2 separate regions of the Ovis aries genome follow, and region 1 is linked to region 2. A link is a contact called in public Hi-C data. All regions are on one chromosome and are shown on one strand. The core of a region is the stretch at or near the end of the contact, and the rest is flanking DNA. Distances in the headings are between cores, read along the strand shown. Region 1 has its middle 140 kb from the start of GPR65. Region 2 overlaps GPR65 (G protein-coupled receptor 65).

What was found. A called contact is a pair of places that touch in the nucleus more often than the background predicts.
Region 1: a Hi-C map of liver shows a contact between it and region 2, with 7 times the contacts expected there. The contact joins two enhancer-like sites. A contact is called at or near these places in 5 of 16 Hi-C or Micro-C datasets (hypothalamus, liver, muscle and 2 more).

What each region holds. Positions count from the first base shown.
Region 1 is chr7:97,954,188-97,961,079 of ARS-UI_Ramb_v3.0, forward strand. No RefSeq gene overlaps it. Among named protein-coding and RNA genes, the nearest start is that of GPR65, 140 kb to the left of the region's middle. Within about 2 kb of position 1,889, at least 2 of the 54 cell types and tissues checked have an H3K27ac peak or open chromatin away from gene starts, as enhancers often do. A contact at or near this core is called in liver, where this site is marked.
Region 2 is chr7:97,821,273-97,827,598 of ARS-UI_Ramb_v3.0, forward strand. GPR65 (G protein-coupled receptor 65) reads left to right here. Exons shown (of 2, transcript XM_004010830.5): 2 at 1-855. The coding sequence ends at 664. Among named protein-coding and RNA genes, the nearest start is that of GPR65, 11 kb to the left of the region's middle. Within about 2 kb of position 4,874, at least 7 of the 54 cell types and tissues checked have an H3K27ac peak or open chromatin away from gene starts, as enhancers often do. A contact at or near this core is called in liver, where this site is marked.

The DNA of each region.
Region 1 (6,892 bases), core at 639-3,138, 130 kb after region 2:
CTCTGAGTCTATCAAAGATGCCCATTTCTGCACCATTTCCATTTACATAATAAAATGGGTAATAAGAGTGTACAGGTGTTCTCAGATGTCCCCATACCCACAGTGCACCAAGGGTAGAAGAGACCCAGACGTTCAAATCCACAGATGACCCTGAGGCCCACAGTGACTTGTCCAAGTCCAACTTCCAGTTGAAGGAATATTCTACCAGATCTGGAAAGGGGAAGTCACTCATGGAGGAATCAGAGAAGCTCCATACAGTCTAGAGTGTGTGGATTCCGTTTGGCCCAAATTCAGAATTCATTTATAGCTCCTTGGCATTTCCAATTTACAAGCTTTAAGAAAAGAGCAAAAGGCTCAAGAGGGAAATGTTCACAAGAATGTATCCTGTCTCCGCTGTGACTGCTCATAGAGAACAGAAGATTCCTGAAAGAGGTGCAGAAACTGAGGATCCAGCTATGAACCACAGTCCTGGGGAAGGGAGGTGGGGGGCAAGCAACAGGTCCCCATGGTGGATGAGGGACGGACCTCTGGCTCCCTGCTTCTACTTGAAGCCAACCCTTTCCATTGCCCCAGTTACCATCAGCAAAACCAAAACTTGGACCTGCCCACTTGGGCAAGAAGCCAAGATTTAAGGTAGAGGGGAGAACTGTCAGCTATGTATGGTCCCTAAAACTCCTTGTAATTGTTAGGGTGATCTTTTAAAAAAAAATCTACTCAACGTCGTAAAAGGAAGAGAAGAAAGACAAAGGGACTCAGAACCCTAAAAGTCAGGGGAAGAATGCGTGTCTGACTGTTCGACACGTGCCCCTTACCTCCACTGTCAAAAGGGATTTGGGGGAGCTGGGGCGGGGAGGCGGGTTGGGGGTGGGGGGCTGATACCAGCTCTTCAGCCTCATGGATAGGGCGGCTCCCTGCCTGCGCCTTCTCTCCCTGCCTCCTCCCAGCCAGTCCCTCTTCATAGCTTCTCTTCCAGTTCTGGAAGAACCCACCGTGAAGACGCACACAGGGAAAAGCCTCTCCCGTCCCCTTCAGACGCCCTTGCGTCCTCGCCCCTCAACCCCACCTTGCCCTATTCCCAACCTTGGATCGGTCCAAACATTCTCCTCCGCCACTGGGGTGCCTCCTACCTCTGTGCTGCTGAGCACTGCTTGACAGAGTCACACTCAGGCCCTGCCCTACCCTCTACCGCGGCTGTTCCCAGCCTTCACCACTCCCTCACCAAGGTCCCCTCTCACACCCAACTCCCTGCGTTCCACAGATGGGCGCACCTCCTACTTACCCTAGGAAGACAAAGCCCTCCCAAAGAACCAGGCAAGCTCCTCGCTGCCTGTGAATGCATCCAAGTCTACAAACCCCCACATACCACCCACTCCTTCTCCCTCAGAGAACCTTCTCTGTTCTTCCATCAGGGGCCTTCCCACCATCAATGCCCTGCACACACATCCCCGCCCCTCTCTCCCTGGCCCAGATCCTCCCCTGGGCTTCCCCACTCCCCTGCCTTCTCAACCTCTGTCGTAGGGTTCCTTGGGTACCGCTCTATGCCCCCAGCCCACCAGAAGCAGTCTTTTCTCTTACAGCTGGTTCTGTCTTCCCTGCCAAGCTCGTCAAATAAATCCACCATGCTTTTCCCTTCATGCTTGATCTCCTCTAGCTCTGCAGTCGCGCCTCCCACCGCTGCACCGTTGGAAAGGGTCTAGCCGAAGTTTTAGGCTCCTCTTAAATACACAACAAGGCTCAGTGGACATCGTGCAGGCCCTGTGATGTGTGAACGTCCTGCCGCTGTCTCTCTTGCCCTGCCCCAGCCCAGGCCCTGGCTTCTGGGATCCCCACACCCCTTCTGCTTCTCTCCCCTGACCCCGGCTTGACCCCTGGGCTGTTGGTTTCCCTTCCTCCTTCGGCAAGCCCCAAGGCTTTTCACTCCATGTGCTTAGTACTGAGAGGGCTCTTACCCGTCCTCGTGGCCTTATCCCCTGCCTGGACAAGTGGACCCAGAGTCACCAAGTCCTTTCCTCACTGCCTCCTGGTCCCAGTTTTCCAAAGAACCCACAGGTACCTCATTTCCTGACTGAGTGTTCCTTTCCCACAACTTCCAAGTACAAAGAGAGACCCACTAAATCCTCCATAAAAGAAAGGGTTTCACACAGTGAGAAAGTTTGTAGATGCAAAAGACAAAAGGAAGGTCTCCACAAAATCAGGAAAGAAGGTGATTGTTGAGGGTGCCAGTGGAGAGCTTAGCTTTAGAAATAGCACTTGTTCCTCTGAGGAGAGCTTCGTATTTATTGAGCGCCACCTGTAGGTGCCAACAAGGAGCAAGCATTTGGCTCAGTTCACACTCGTAACAATCTTATGAGATTAGGAATATCATTCCAGTTTTATTAGAAGAAAAACTGAACGCAAAACAAGGTTCATTAATTTGCCCAAGGTCACAAAGCTAGTAAGTGCCAAAGTCAAGACTTAAATTCAAACCAGGTGTCTCCAAAGTCACTGTCCCTCAGGCATGAGAGAAACAAAACAAGGATCCCAGAGAGAAAGAAAATTGCGAAGTTTGACAAGTTTCTGAATATGAATATAAAGAAAAAGATGTCACAAAATTGAATAAACTCAAAAACCTAGTAGACTATTTCCCTGTCTTCCCATCACCCCATCTCCCTTTCTCCATAAAATGCTATAGTCATCAGGCTCAACAGATTTCCCTTCCAGCTGATGCTTTTTTAAATGTGTTAAACCTGATTTGTGGTCTACTTATATTGAGTCAATGCTTTGTGCCTTATCTGCTGACTTTTAACTGCCTTTCGTCCTCCGATCTCATCTTTCCCCCCCCATCACCTATGGTGATGAGGAATTTTGTAGGCTTTGTTTAGATCTTGGCACCCTGGGGATTCAAACACTCAACAGATATTCCCTGGGAGCTTGGATACATTTTCCTGAGGCTTAGTTGCTGCCTTTCACCCTCATTGACTTTTTAAAAAATATTAACCATTTCTATAATTTGATTGGGCTCTGGTGGGAAGGTGGAAGGGGAAGATGGATAAGCAATCCATGTATCTCCTTGGATTTTTTTTTCTAACTTTATTAGGATTTCCTATCAGCCAAGACAATGATCCTTCCCTTTTTCTTAGCTTTGGGAATATTGTGTACATCAGCAAAAACTACACTGGATGGTTGGTGGGGGCATGTGACGTGCACGTATGCATATTTGCCTATTGAAGGTGGGCTGAAGGCATGACCACTGAAAACCACCTGTCTTGCAAGGTTATCATCCCCCCAGGGAACTTTAAAAGCCAGCACTCTCTTTATCAGAGTGAAACAGGGAAAATGATCTTGATCAATGGTATCAAAATCCCAACATTAGTCCAAATACTTGTTTGACTTCTAAATTTAGCTTCAGTTAGCTAGTTAAGAAACATCTCTGCAGTGCAAGAGTCTTTCAAATATTACTTAACTAAAGGGCACTGTGCTGATGTCCTAGTTTTTCTCATTGTCTAATAGATGCATCCAACTAGACTCAAAATCTTGGTGATCTACAGAGCCAGAACCATGGTCCTAGCACTACCTCTCCAGGCCCTGTTCGACCAGAATTTGCCTAGAGATTCACCCACATTTGTGCCAGCTCTTCAAAAGAGCTTTCGTCTCAAGCTTGTATTATAGAGCAGGCTACCTGTTCCCCTGGAAAATCTTTGGCCCCCAAGTCATCGTGAAAATCATACTGAAGAATGGAGCAGACCCCATTAAAAATCATGTGGAGAAGGGGAAAAACTGGTGGAAGTTGAAGAAATTGGATCTTAACCTTGAGATTCAAGGTGCAGTCGACAAGCACAGAGAGAAGACTGTGCTGGGTCTCTGAAGAACTCCAGGTGTGGACAGGAGCAGCCCCCAGAGCAGTTTAACTGAACAGAACCTTGGCGAAGGTTCCACAGCAACCCTCCAGTCTCGGAGAGGGCCTTTGCGGGAAGGGGTTCAGACTGTGCCTGCTCTTATATTCCAAGTGAACTCATGACTCTTGTTCCTCTCCCACCTGATTATAAGCCACTTAATTTATCTCAGAGCATCAGCCCAAACCTGGGACATCCTGAGACGCCAATGACTATGGAAGAATGGAAGGAAAGAGAGGAAGGGGGGAGGTGGGAGAGAAGGTAAGACAGCTGAGAAGCCTACATACAGACCCAAGTGAAACAAGAACTGAAAATGAGCAGCAGGACCAGGCTCAAGTGGACAGCTGCAAGACCCAGAAAATTTGGTGGAATCTCTGAAAAATTCAGTGGGCTCAGCTCAGTGGAGAAGAGGTCCAAAACTGCTCCAGTGGCCAAGACAGGAAAGCCTGAGGACGAGGAAGGGGTACAGAGACAGGGGCTCCTACTCTTTGTTCCCCTGAGGGCCAGGCCCAGAAGTGAGCACAGAGCCTGGCAAACAGGGAAACAGGTGTTCCCCAAAAACTATGTTGAATAAATGTGAAGCTCATTTACAAGGCCCCTTCCAGCTCTGACATTCTGGGACCCTGCCTTTTTCAGACCTCTCATTTCAGGCAGGTCCCTCTGACACCCCCATGGCTGGGCCTAGCAAAATAAGAGAAGGATAAAACTGCATTTTGAAGGACAGAACGAGGCAGAAGCAAAAGCCTGGCCTTGGGACATCACCTCACTTGACCCTGGGAAGTAACCTCAAGTTCCAGCTTGAGGAACTCCCCGGACTACTGACTGAACTACTTTTCCTGTTTTCTCCAAGGAAGAACACTGTGCCCATTGATGGCAGCAGATACTATCTCGTGGGAAGAGTCAAGGCACAGAAACCACCTCTTGATGACCCATTTGATTGATGGGCTTCGCTGCAGAACTCTGTTCCACCTTGTCCCCGCACTGGAGCCCTCCACACCCTGTAACTTAGAGAAGGGCTAGCTCCCAGCATCAGGCATATTCCCATTCTTCATTCCACTCCCTTCTATTCTTACTGACGAAGGAGCTGAGCCTGGCTGGCGCTTCCTAAGGCTGAACGATTTAGGGAAATTCTTCTGTGCCTTAACCTGCAGGCCACAGGAGGGGAGACTTCATGTGAGTTTTTGCCTGCATTCCTGAAGATCAGTCAATCAGTACAGAAGGAAAGAGGGAAGGAGAGAGGACAAGGGAGGAAGGAAGGAGGAAAGGTGGGAAAGGACAGAGGGAAGGAAGGGCGAAATACGAATGCAGATGAAACAAACACTGAGATTCGAAGCATCCCTGTCTTGAGTTCGCAGCTAAAAGTCTCATATTTTTGCTGAATTCGCTTCTGAGAAGGAAGCCAGTGGATCACATTTCTAAACGACGGGATTCGGGTTTCAGTGCTGCTGCTTTCTAGCTGGGTGAAGAAGTCCCTTTAGCCAGACTGTCCAATGTGTGAGCTCCTGCTTTTCTTGACTTCAAAGGGCTGGAAGCTTCCTGTCACTGCACAGAACCGTTCCTTCTCGTGTTTCTGGGTTTGTGTTCCTAGACCACACTTCCGCTGGGCCCTTCTCTTAGGCCTGGCTCTTGCTCACACACCCTCAAAGCCTGGAGGATAAAGTCCAAGTTCCTCAACATGGTATTTGAGGTCTTTCTGGGTCTGGCCCCCTCCCGCCCTCATGCAGTCTTTCCATTCTAGGACAGTGCGCATCACCCTTGATCCCCACCCCCACCCACCCCATGACCTGCCCATCTCTGTGCTTTGGCTCATGGTTCTGCTCTGCCCTGAACACTCACCTGTCCCCACCCCCAAACCAACTGCTCCACAGGCCTCTTCCTGGACCGTGCTGTGACCCCGCTGCCAGGTGGCGGTGGTGGGACCCCTTCCTCTGGGTATGACTCTTTCATGGCACTGGCCACTTTCTATGACGTTTATTGGCCTCATGGGTTTCACCCACCCTAGACGTTGAGGTCTTTTGTGCAGAAACACTGTCTCCCCTCTGTCACTGGATCTCCACCTTAGAGCCCCAAGCCAGGCACACAGTAGGCATTCAATCAATGTTTGTTGGGTGAAGGGGTGAATGAACCAACGATCACCTTCTCCCTGCACTTGAGACCCAAATGTCCTTGAGGAGGTTGAAAAACTAAGTCTGAAGCCACTCTGCTTGTCAGGCCCTCCCACCGTACTCCCGGCAGGCGCGTCATTTTTGCCCCTTTCCTCCTCGTGCCCTCTCTCGTTTCTCCCTTATTCCCCTTTGTCACTTTAACGGCATGCCAGCTCCCAGATGCCAAGCAGCATACACGGCTGGAAGTCTGGCACCAGTGACATAACCAGAAAGCATCAAACCCCACAGGTGGCCTGGGTCAGCGGGAGGCTCTGGAAGGCAGAGCCCTCCCTGAAATCTATTTCCAGGGACCCAAAGTGCATGGCCAGGAGACAGCGCTTTCTACTTTTGAGTGAACCAAGGAAAGCCTGGACTCGTCCCCAATCGTGCTGGAAGTGGGCAAATAGCAGCCACAGGGGCCATCTGTCAGGGTGACTGCAGAGGGGACGTGGGCTCTGCACAGTTGGAATACGTGACCTCAACATTCCCTGTACTGGCAGGTCTCAATCTTTGAGTGCAGTTTGGGAAAACTGGGATTGGGGCGTGATTCAGACCTGCTGTCTCAGCCCCCTACCACTCCTCCCCCAGAAAGGGGACCAAGGGTGGCAGGTGGGGAAGGGTGTCTCCAAAGGCCTGTATGGCCCTTGTCCTGGCCCCGTCCAAGAAAAGTCTGGTTCTTCTCCTCCCCCAGATTCTTTCAAGGTCTAACCTACGAAAAGGAAAGTGAAAGTCAGAGTCACAGAGAAAGACAGTTACCAAAATGCCACTGCTCCCTGGTTAGTCGGGGCAGTGTTGGCAGCATTGGGCTCCATGTTTCAGTGCCTTTGGCCCAAGCACCTCCCTGGGCCTTGACTTGAATATATGTGGTTCTGCACT
Region 2 (6,326 bases), core at 3,624-6,123:
GTTCTTTTTCCTAAGGTCAAGAAAATGCGCATTCGTGGTCAGCCTCACCATCTGGATTTTGGAAACCATCCTCAATGCTGTCATTCTGTGGGAAGACGAAACAGCTGTCGAATATTGTGATGCCAAGAAGTCTAACTTTACCTTATGCTATGACAAATATCCTTTGGAGAACTGGCAAATCAGGTTTAACTTTGCTAGGACGTGTATAGGTTATATGATACCTCTGGTCGTTATAATGACTTGCAACAAGAAAGTTTACCAAGCTGTGCGGCAAAATCAAGCCACGGAAAACAGGGAAAAGAAGAGAATCATAAAACTACTCATTTGTATCACGCTGACTTTTATCTTGTGTTTTACTCCCTTTCATGTGATGCTGCTGATTCGCAGCATTTTAGAGCATGATATGAACGTAAAAGAACAAATGTTTGACCATTCCAAGTCTGGGAAGCAGAGTTATAAGATCTATAGAATCACAGTTGCATTAACAAGTTTAAACTGTGTTGCTGATCCAATCCTGTACTGCTTCATAACTGAGACAGGAAGATCAGATATGTGGAATATATTAAAGTTCTTTACTGGGAGGCTTAATAAACCAAAAAGACAAAGAAAAAGCGTACTTTCTGTATCTGCCAGAGATACTATAGAATTAGACATGCTGGAATAGAAAGAACCAAGGTATATGTTTTTTAAAGATACGTGATATTATGCCATCGAGATTATATTTTGCAAAGGAAACCTAAACGTGTGTTCCCATTGAGGGACAATGTTAATCCTAATGGAAATATTTTTTTAAAGGTTGTATAGCTCCCTGACTTTTATTAAATGAGAATTAAATAAAACTGAATGTTTTCCTAATGACTTGGGGTCATTACTGTCCATGGCAGTTATAGGCGGTACTGGACTGTGAGTTTTCAAAGTGGTAACCGTGGTGTACGGTCATGGTGACTTTCCCACTCCTATGGATTTCAGACCATCACTCCTCCCAATCATATGGACCTGCCTCCAACAACAACTACTAAACACTGCTCCTATCTGTCTCCTTAGTTAACGAATATTTATTGAGCCCACTCTATGTACCAGGCTTTGTGCTAAGTAGTGAGGTTACAAGAGAAATGATCTAATAAGCTTTTTGAACCTTATACAGTCACTAAGTCACCAGCTTGTAAGAGCTCTTTATAAAAGTAAATTGTCTCTGAGTGAGAGTCTGAAGGCCTCATCTGCGATATGAAGGACATGAGCTTTGTAAAATTTCCTTCAGCTGCTCAGAGAACTTTTTACCTTTAAAAATCATCATTTTAAAAAAGTTTGGCTCTTTCAAAATTTCTTCTTAACTGAAGCGTTTTTTAAGAATTTTAAACATTTTCTAATCCTGTTCTTCCCTCTTCCTTCTTTGTCTTATCTGTTTCTTCTAGTACCCAAAATTGATCAGCTAGCAAATATCTTGGTATCATTTGTGTCGTCACATTAGGAAAAAAAAAAAATCCAATAACAAAAAAGACTAATAATTAACTTCTAGATATACACTGAAAAAAACCAGTTAGTGCCCAAACTGACTCCATCTTCTGTTAAAGCTGTCCATGACCATTTGGGTGCACAAGAGAAAACCACCTTGCTTTGAGGCCCCAGGTGCTTTCTCTGATCTTTGCACTTTTCTGATCAGAAAGTTTCTGGAAAATTAGCAGATTGTTTCTGGCCACCCTGAGGTACATTTATGTATGCTTACAGGTCAAAGATATGTCAGTGAAATGAAGAGTAACTAAAAGACTTTGGGCTGCTTCATTCATTGTTGATAAATTACTAGCAGCCGGTGCATTGAATATGTGTTAAAGTAAAAGATCAGGGAAATCTTGCCCACGTTTGGAAACTCAACATAGATTCTTGTCCAAGATCACATAGTTCCTTGGAAGCAGCTGTAATTCAGTTGCTAAATCATGTCAGACTCTGTGACCCCATGGATTGCAGCATTCCAGGCTTCCCTGTCCTTCACTGTCCTCCGGAGCTTGCTCAAACTCATGTCCATTGAGTCGGTGATGCCATCCAACCATCTCATCCTCTGTCATCCCCTTCTCCCCCTGCATTCAATCTTTCCCAGCATCAGGGTCTTTTCCAATGAGTTGACTCTTCACATCAAACGGCCAAAGTATTGTAGCTTCAGCTTCAGCATAAGTCCTTCCAATGAATATTCAGGCTTGATTTCCCTTAGGATTGATTGGTTTGATCTCCTTGCTATCCAGAGTCCTGTCTTAACGCCCTAGAATCCCAAATTCACTTCAGTTGCTTTTCCTCCTTTGTGTTTTTTAAAAAAACATACCATTTCCTTTTCTTGTTATTTTTATTGAAGTATAGTTGGTTTGCAATGTTATGAATTCCTATTGTACAGCAAAGTGATTCTGTTATACTTGTAAATATATACACACTATTTTTCAAATATCCTTTTTCATTATGGCTTATCATAGCATTTTTTAATTAGAGGATAATTGCTTTACAATGTGGTGTTAGTTCCTGCTGAAGAACAATGTGAATCGGATATACGTATATCCCCTCCCTCTATATCTACCATATCTTTCTTTAGGGATGCAAAAGGCGTATACACATGGAGAGTAGTTCAGGATAGTCATTGGATTTAGACCAGAATAAGGAGAAAACAAGAGGTATTTCATGAATCAATACCTTTGGAAATAAATCATACAGATAGTAATTAAGCTGATCTGTTAAAGAGAACTGATTAGAAATTGACCTCAATTGGTTATATCAAAAGACATGGCAAATAAAAATTTGTGGCCCCCTTAGAATGTTCTACTTCATGATTAACAACAAAATCACTAATTTAACATGTTATGAGATAAGTTCCAAAGTAAATCAGGCTGTCAAAACCTTTGATCGGGGCCAACCATGGAGAACACATGTTAGGAAGATGCTCATATGACTTAGGGCAAAGTCCTCTAGGTATCTTGTGGTTCAGCTGGTAAAGAATCCACCTGCCCTGCGGGAGCTCTGGGTTCAATCTCTAGGTTGGGAAGGTCCCCTGGAGAAAGGAAAGGCTACCCACTCCAGTATTCTGGCCTGGAGAATTCCATGGATTGTATAGTCCCTGGGGTTGCAAAGAGTCGGACACGACTGAGCGACTTTCACTTTCACTTTCATTCCCATCTTCATCAGGATTAGCGGATATCTACCCAAGTGATGGAATACCCAACAATGGAAAGTGATAGACTTTACTTTCTTGGGCTCCAAAATCACTTCAGATGGTGTCTGCAGCCATGAAATTAAAAGATGCTTGCTCCTTGGAAGAAAAGCTATGATCAACCTAGACAGCGTATTAGAAAGCAGAGATATTACTTTGTCAACAAAGGTCCATCTAGTCAAGACTATGGTTTTTCCAGTAGTCATGTATGGATGTGAGGGTTTGACCTTAAAGAAAGCTGAGCACCAAAGAATTGATGCTTTCCAACTGTGGTGTTGGAGAAGACTCTTGAGAGTCCCTTGGACTGCAAGGAGATCCAACCAGTCCATCCTAAAGGGAATCAGTCCTGAACATTCATTGGCAGGACTGATGCTGAAGCTGAAACTCCAATATTTTGGCCACTGGATGTGAAGAACTGACTCAATGGAAAAGATTCTGTGCTGGGAAAGATTGAAAGCAGGAGGAGAAGGGGACGACAGAGGATGAGATGGTTGGATGGCATCACAAACTTGATGAGTTCAAGCAAGCGTCAGCAGTTGGTGATGGACAGGGAAGCCTGGAGTGCTGCAGTCCACAGGTTGCAAGAATCGGACACGACTGAGCAACTGAACTGAACTGACCTGAATCAAGTGACTGATAGTCCCTGGAGGGACCCTAGGGGTAGGAATATAGCAACGTGAGCTGGTAAGGGCTGGGTCCCGTGGCTGTGGTTACTTCCTCTAGATGTTTCAACAAGTGCATTATGATAACCGAAGGAGCTTTGCTGTTGGTTCCACACTCTCAACAGAGCCTGCTTCCAGGAATTTACAGCTATGGTCATCACCGTAACAGAGAGGCAGAGTCCAGTTTTACTTGGCTTAAACTTTTTATTTTTGTTTCCTTTAAAAAAAATTTTTTTTTATTTGAATGAACTCAATTAGACATCTAGGATAGGCTAGTAAAGAGACTGAGAACAGGTTTTTTAAATCTCCATTTTTTCCCTACCTCGTCTGGGGGAAGCTTCACAGGTGATGTCTGAGTGCTAGTCGCTCAATCGTGGCTGACTCTTTGTGACCCCACGGACTGTAGCCCGCCAGGCTCCTCCTATACTGGAGTGGGTAGCCATTCCCTTCTCCAGGGGATCTTCTTGACCCAGGATCGAACCTGGATCCCCTGCATTACAGGTAGATGCTTTACCATCTAAGCCACCACAGGTGAAGAACAAGTTAAAAGACATAAAAAAATAACCACCCCATTTTGTTCAAATTACATACCGTCACCTCCCCAGGAGCATCCTGAGAAAATCTCCCTTTCCAACCTGATTTATTCCCTTTTCCCAATTTAAGCAAGACCTTCTCCCCAAGATACCATATTTCTAGTCTCTCGTGTCATGATCAAATAGGCAATCATTTGCCAATTACTTCTCTTGACTTTATCCACTTTTAATTAGAAAGTACCTATTTTAAAATGGAATTTGTAATACGCAGCATGTAGGCATTTCATTTTACAACATGTTTCTCTTATCCTGGGCTTCTGTTTTCCCAGTTATCGCTGTCATCGGTCATTCATGCATGGGGCTTCTGCTCTTTTCTGGTGAAACCCATCCACAGGTTGCTATGGAAACACAGCAGCTATTATAACACCCTGACCCAGGAAGGTCTTTGTGATAAGAGGCCTCTTTGTCTAGTTCATCAGGTGACCCTGCCGTGAATCAGAAGTCTGTTCCCACAATGGACACAACAGCACATAAATAATACATATTCATAGACACACACAAGCAACCCACATCACCTCGCAAAAACAAATGGGCAAAAATTCCCTGGGACCTTTCCCTCTATTTTTATACTGTTTTGGAAGAGGTCTAGCGTGCTGCAATCCGTGGGATCACAAAGAGTCAGACACAGCTTAGCGACTGGACAGCAACCACAACAAGGAGAACACATGCGGCCTCTTTGCCTCCTGAAATAACGCGCATGTGGGTGTTTTACTTCCTTGTTTACTGAATCAGCAGTGGGGAGACATCGCGAAGAGTCTTCCCTCCTCTTCCCTCCTCCCATCTTTTTCCTTCAACCCAAAGTGGCTGCCAAGGAGGCCATGGTAAGCAAACGCATATTCGCGTTGTTTCCATTGCTCTGCTATTCTGAAAATATCCAGTTCTGACTGGGAGATTTTATTTGCCATGTCCTGAGCAGGCAACCTTTGGGGGGAAATAATAGAAGGTCAGTTTAAAAGAAAGCAGGGGTGTCCAGTTTTATTCTCCATTCACAGTGTAAATACCTGATTCAAGTTAATTTTTTTTTCTTTTATTCTTTGGCATTTCATGCCGGTACTGATGGAGCGACAGGTTGTTTTTCAGTTGCACTAGGTGAACGCCCCTTTGTGCAGGAATAAGCTGACAAAGGCAACACAGGGTCAAGCGCAGGTGAAGGAAAAGTGATGTGGAAGTTAAGATTCCTCTTCTTTTTCCAAGATCCTTTTCTGACATCACTTGTTGCTGGCCAAGAAAATTCACATAGCATCCCTGTCTGTAGCCAGCAGGTGGTGATCGTGTTCTATTCAGGACCTCGTAGCTCACAGCTGCCACTCCCCAAAAGCTGAGAGGAGCTTAGCATATTTTTACAACCAAGAAACAAGCAAGATTCCCTATGAATTGGAAGTGAGTGGGGGCAAGTGCTGAAATTCAGTTTGTATTCTTTATTTCTTTGCTTTCTAGAGAGCTCGGTAACTATTAGATAGTTTTACTTAGTTTGGGTGTCCGTGGTGGCTTAGTTGGTAAACAGACCTCCTACAAAGACCTGGGTTCGATCCCTGGGTCAGGAAGATTCCCTGGAAAAGGAAATGGCAACCCACTCCAGTATTCTTGCCTGGAAAACTCCATGGACAGTGGAGCCTGGAGGACTAATGTCCCTGGGGTCACAAAAAGTCGGTCACAATTTAACAACAAAGACCAGACCAAATTCCCTATGTGATTCTAGTTTGGGGTTTTTTGTTTTTTTTTTTTTCCAAGCTGGTTAAATTGGTCAGTTTACACGTGAGAGAACACAGACTGAATTGCATAATTTCTGCATGATTGTGGCAGTAACATTGATGAGTTGTTCTAATTTAGTTATCTTACCCACTGAAGAAAATCCTGGCCACCTTTCACGTGAAGAGAAACACAAAA